Linked DNA regions of Sus scrofa: region 2 is linked to region 1. The links are chromatin contacts, called in public HiChIP or PLAC-seq maps. All regions are on one chromosome and are shown on one strand. The core of a region is the stretch at or near the end of the contact, and the rest is flanking DNA. Distances in the headings are between cores, read along the strand shown. Region 1 holds the start of SPOCK2 (testican-2). Region 2 holds the start of DDIT4 (DNA-damage-inducible transcript 4).

The links. HiChIP or PLAC-seq counts read pairs in DNA pulled down with a chosen protein or histone mark.
Region 2: a contact with region 1 is called in an H3K27ac HiChIP or PLAC-seq map of skeletal muscle. The contact joins the promoter of DDIT4 here to the promoter of SPOCK2 in region 1. A contact is called at or near these places in 2 of 2 datasets of contacts at active chromatin or transcription factors (alveolar macrophages and skeletal muscle).

What each region holds. Positions count from the first base shown.
Region 1 is chr14:74,966,789-74,969,488 of Sscrofa11.1, reverse strand. It overlaps SPOCK2 (testican-2), which reads left to right and starts at 1,363. Exons shown (of 12, transcript XM_021073211.1): 1 at 1,363-1,421; 2 at 1,747-2,242. The coding sequence starts at 2,054.
Region 2 is chr14:75,116,423-75,119,122 of Sscrofa11.1, reverse strand. It overlaps DDIT4 (DNA-damage-inducible transcript 4), which reads right to left and starts at 1,415. Exons shown (of 3, transcript NM_001243452.1): 1 at 1,266-1,415; 2 at 877-1,139; 3 at 1-593. The coding sequence starts at 1,078. The coding sequence ends at 100.

The DNA of each region.
Region 1 (2,700 bases), core at 114-2,613:
TGCACAGAATTGACAGCAGTCTTCTGAGATAGGTGGTATTAGCATTAATCTGTGGATGGAAAATAGATTATGGAATTTGCCCCAGAACCCAGCTACTAAGTGGGATTCCATCCCCAGTCTGTATGTATGACAATAAACTCAGCTCCTTCTACTATACACTGCTGCTCTGTATACCTGGGCAAGGCAAGGCTGCTTTATTTACTGTGAGATGAAGACATCAATGGCCGGGGCTTCATTGCAGCACCACCTCTAAATCCAACTGCAAAGGAAAAAGAAAACACGGAAAGGGAGCTATTGTTTCCTGTTTTCCCAAGGGATCCCAGCCCAAGCCATTGATGCATTAGGCGCAATTCCCAGGCAGCCAGATTTAGGGTGACTATGAACTGTATAACCTGTGTTTTTTCCTACTGATTAAGATCATGTTTTTTCATTGCCTTTGATTTTTCTTTTCTTTCCTAAGATCACAGCAGCCAAGGTTTTTTTTTTGTTTTTGTTTTTGTTTTTTAAATAAAAACACAATCTAGGGCTTGCTTGAGTCCCAAACGTACCATATGTTCTATCCTGACAGATTATCTATTTCCTCTTCAATTTATTTGTGATGTAAACTTCACCCCGTTTCTACTCTGTGCCCAGCCTCTAGCCTTCCCAGCTGGTATGTCAACACATTTCTTTTTCTTTTTTTTTTCCAACACATTTCTAAAGGTAATGATAAGGATCACAATTTTAACAAAAACCTAAACACTTCAAACAAAACCAGCCCCACCCCCACCCCCTTCCCCAATGGCTTTTTTTTTTTTTTTTTGGTCTTTTTGTCTTTTTTCTTTTATTTTTTTTTTTAGGGCCACACCCATGGCATATGGAGGTTCCCAGGCTAGGGGTCGAATTGGAGCTGTAGCTGCCAGCCTACACCACAGCCACAGCAACGCCAGTTCTGAGCTGCATCTGCGACCTGCACCACAGTTCACTGGATTCTTAACCAACTGAGTGAGGCCAAGGATCGAACCTGCGTCCTTCTGGATACTAGTTGGGTTCATTAACCACTGAGCCACGTTGGGAACTCCCCCAATGGCTTCTTATAATCAACTTGAGATCAAAACCATTGCAAATGTGCCTCTTCCAAATTTGCAGCCTCAAGGCAGATGAAATGGTCAGACTTGCGCCTTTTATGGTTGCCCTGGGAAGAGCTAACAAAAGGGGTGACAGCCTTTAAACAGCTGCTTGGGGAGGAGGACATCTGCCTCTGTTTTGCCAGCTATTCAACACTTGGGGCCTTTCCTTGAAAAGAGCATGTGGGGCTGGGCAGCAATAGTTCTGAGGCAGCCAGTTGTTATATGGCCTTTGTCTTAATGAAGCCACCCATCACTGTGGAGCCATAACTCGCAGGAAGCCAGCTGTCAGGGCTGGGACGCAAGCCCCTCTGGGTGGGAAGCAAGGGGGAGGAAGAGCGTCTGTGGCCAAATTTCCCTTTTAGACACCTGAGCCTGGCTGGCTTTGTAACTGGAGAATTTTGTGTCTCTCTCCCCCCACTTCCATCTTCCCTGAGGAGACTGGGTTCCTTTCTGCTCTCTACCCTTGGAGAGACAAGCAGAGACGTCTCCGTTTCTGGATTCCTTGGTTTGCAACTCCCTGAGTGCTGGGCTAGGCTGGGCTCTGCGGTGGCTGGCTGGCATTTGGCGCTCTGATCTAGTGCTTCCCTTTGAAATTTACCCCCTCCTTTTTTTTTTTTTTTTTTTTTTTTTAAACCAGGTATGATGATGTCAAACGTGATGCTGATGCTACAGTTACAGACACGGCCCCTGCTGGCGCAGCCTCTCTGATTCTCTCTTCCTCTCCACATCCAGCGCTGGGCTTTTTCAGACAAGTGCATCTCCTAACCAGGTCACATTTCAGCCGCGACCCACTGTCTGTCACCGGAGTCAGACCGCAGGAGGAGGGCTGCGGAAGAGGACGACGACGTTTGCTTGGCCAACTGCAGGGTGGGAGGAAGGACATTAAAATACTGCAGAAGTCAAGACCCCCCACCCCCCGACTCCCAGGTCGAACCCAGACCACGATGGGCGCTCCAGGCTGCGGGCGGCTGGCGCTGCCGCTGCTGCTCCTCACCGCTGCCGCCCTGGCCGAAGGAGACACCAAAGGGCTCAAGGAGGGCGAGACCCCCGGCAATTTCATGGAGGACGAGCAATGGCTGTCGTCCATCTCGCAGTACAGCGGCAAGATCAAGCACTGGAACCGCTTCCGAGACGTGAGTCTGCTGGGCCGCGAGAGCCGGGCGTGGAGGTTTGGGGAGGAGAGGGAGCGCAGACCCTGGGGCCGGGAGCGGCGGCCGCCCATCGCAGCCACAGGCTCCCGCAGCCCAACCAGCTAAGCAAACCAGCACTGAGAGTAAACAACACGCACTCATGCCGTCCCGAGCCTCCTCCTGTGTCCATCCCGGCCCGGGAGCTGGCGGGGGCGGGGGTGGGGGGAACGGTTGGGACCCCCAGTCCCACACCCGCCGCGGGTGAGTCCCAGGTGAAGAGTTGATCTGGGGGTGCGCATTAGCGACCAGGTCTCCCCTGCAGGGCAAGATGCGGAGAGGGGTGCGGGAGGCAAGGGGGGGTGCAGGGAGGGAGGATCGGGGGCTCTGGCTTTGGATGGGTCCCCCGACCTGCCTCTTTTTCCTTCTCTCTCTCCCTCTCTCTCTTTTTGGTAAGCTAACCC
Region 2 (2,700 bases), core at 166-2,665, 150 kb before region 1:
AACGACAGGCAACAGGCCCTCAGCTCCTGCCTGCCAACGTCCACCCCAAAAGTTCAACTGTCTCTGCCATGGGGGCAGTGTCGGCCCCCAGGCCCAAGTTCAACATTCTTCAATGAGCAGCTGCTCGGAGCTGTACAGCTTCTTCTTGATGACTCGGAAGCCAGTGCTCAGCGTCAGGGACTGGCTGAAGCCGGGGACGAAGGGAGAGTTGGCGGAGCTAAACAGCCCCTGGATCTTAGGCCAGAGGCGTGAGTCCAGGCGCAGCACGAGGGTCAGCTGGAAGGTGGGCACAAGGCTGGGGTCGAGGGCCAGCTGGCCCACGCTGTGGCAGCTCTTGCCCTGCTCTACGCAGACGTCCAGCAGCGCCCCCCGCAGGCCGCACGGCTCACTATAGGCCAGGCGCAGCAGTTCTTTGCCCACCTGGCTCACCAGCTGGCCGGGCATCAGCAGGCGCGCGGGGCGCCGCGAGCCCAGCCGCGCCTGGGCCAGGCTCTCCTGCAGCAGCTGCATCAGGCTGGCACACAGGTGCTCATCCTCAGGGTCGCTGAGCAGCTCGAAGTCAGGCAGGGACACCCCATCCAGGTATGCAGAGTCTGGAAGGGAAAGCACATAGGGAAGGAAGGTAAGAGCAGTTCCAAAAGGAGGAGGTGCTGTTTCGCTAAGAAAGCAGCACTCCTCTTGCCCCTCCGTGCCTCAGTTTCTGCCGCACACTCATCATACCCTATGCTTCAACCCCCTCCTCTGGCCTGTCCCCGCTCTGCGATCTGGATTCTGGTGGCCTACGAAGCCAAGGTGGCTTTGACTCTTTTCAGCGAGGTCCTTTCTCACCTTCCCCGCCCCTCGAGTCGCGTCCGGCCCTCGCCCGCGGCGGCTTACCTTCCTCCGGCCCAAAGCCACTGTTGCTGCTGTCCAAGGACTCGCAGTCCGAGCTCTCCAGGCTCGCGCAGCGACCGAGCCCTTCTTCCCGGGCCGCTGACCCCCAGGCTGAACGCGGAGGCTGATTTGGGGTGGGAGTTCGGGACAAGGACGAAGACGAAGAGGAGGAGGACGACGAGAAGCGATCCCAAAGGTTAGGCATGGTGAGGACGGACGCCAGGACGTTTGCAGATGAGCTCACCGGTGCTGGAGCGCAGAAGACGCTGTAAGACAAGAGCGACACGGGCCCGGCGTCAGTCTGAGGGGTGGACCAGACTCAGAGCGCTACGACCCCCGCGGCTGAGGCCTCCCTGCTCATCGATCCGCGCACACACAGAAGGGACACTCACCAGCTAGAGCAGTTAGCGAGAACTGCTCTGACGAGTGCGTACAGCCGCTTGACCGCTTGAATGGGTGCGCGAACTGGTGCCAACCCCCGAGCTCTGCCCAGACCTGTCCCTTCTCCTCAGCCTCACCTCCCCCTCGGCCTGCCTCGGTCCCTAGCACCAGCGCCGAGGGACCTATAAGGACTAGCGCGGGGAGGCCACACCCCTTCCGCGCCACGGCCCAATCCAGACCCGGGAGTGTGGCCCATCTCGGCCAATGGACTCCGGGCGCACGTTCGCAACGTTCTCTCCTGCCCGGTGACAGCCGCCTGGCCCCGCCTCCGTTGAGCCCCAGAAAGCTCTCGGCGGAACCCCCGAGCCACGGCCACGCCCCCTTTCTGGAAGGGATCCGCGGCGGCGGCGGCGGCGGCGGCGGCGGCGGCTGCAGCTGCCAAGGTCCCCGAGGGCGCTCGCGGCAGGGGAGGATCAAGGAAAGACTTGTTTATTATAGGGTCGTATTGCTGGGGGAGGGGTTAGGCCGCGGCCGCGCGGGGGAAGAGGCAGGGGAACTTGAGAGGGCAACAGGCAAGGAAAACGGTTGCCCTCAGCTTGTGGGAGCCTGCGAGCTATGGGTACAACTAGGAGCAGGGCTGGATGCCCGGGGGAGCAGACGTTAACCCAGCCCACTCTCGCGCAAGTACCCCACACTAACCTTCCTTACCAGGGGTCAGGATATGGGGGTGGGGCCCCAAAACAGCAGCTCAGAGCACTCTGCTCCCTTTCTGGGCGGCCGCACTTGCCTACTTGCCCGTTACTCTACAGACCCAGAGGATGGATTAATGAGGGGGGGCGGTGTCCATGCCCCCGATGTGAGCCTAGTTTCCTAACCGCGTCAGCGCCCACCCTCCAGCTGCCTTCAAAGACAGGGTTTGGGGAATGTGGTTGAAGGAATATTGATAGGCCCCAGTTCCTGGCGCTTGGTCCGGGAGCTGCGAACTGGGACCTACATCAGACGGACACACTGACCCACCCGCCGGCCCTACCGACCGACTGCGGTGCAGCAGTGCCTCCCCAGCCAGCTGCAGCTTAGAGGCCTCAGGCATCCGCCGGGTCCTAGCGCCCCTCTCTACCAAACGCTTTGTGTAAAAGACCTGGAGAGTTGCGTCAGGACCGAGGAGCTAGGTCTCCAGAAAAGCCCCGGAGTGCAATCGCCATCCCCTATTTCGTCATGCACACTGGGCCCCAAGAAATCAGGCCCGACGGCGGTGCTCAAAGAGTGACAGAGGTTGCTGACGGTGGGAAGAGGTTCGGACGGATTCGACCTTTATTTATTTAAAGGTTCATCAATCTGGGACACAGGATTCTGATGGAAGAGAGAACCCAGCTTACATCAGATGCTCCCTCCCGTCCCGGGGCGGGCCAGAGCCTAACCAGATCAGACTGGCAGGCCTCGCCTAGG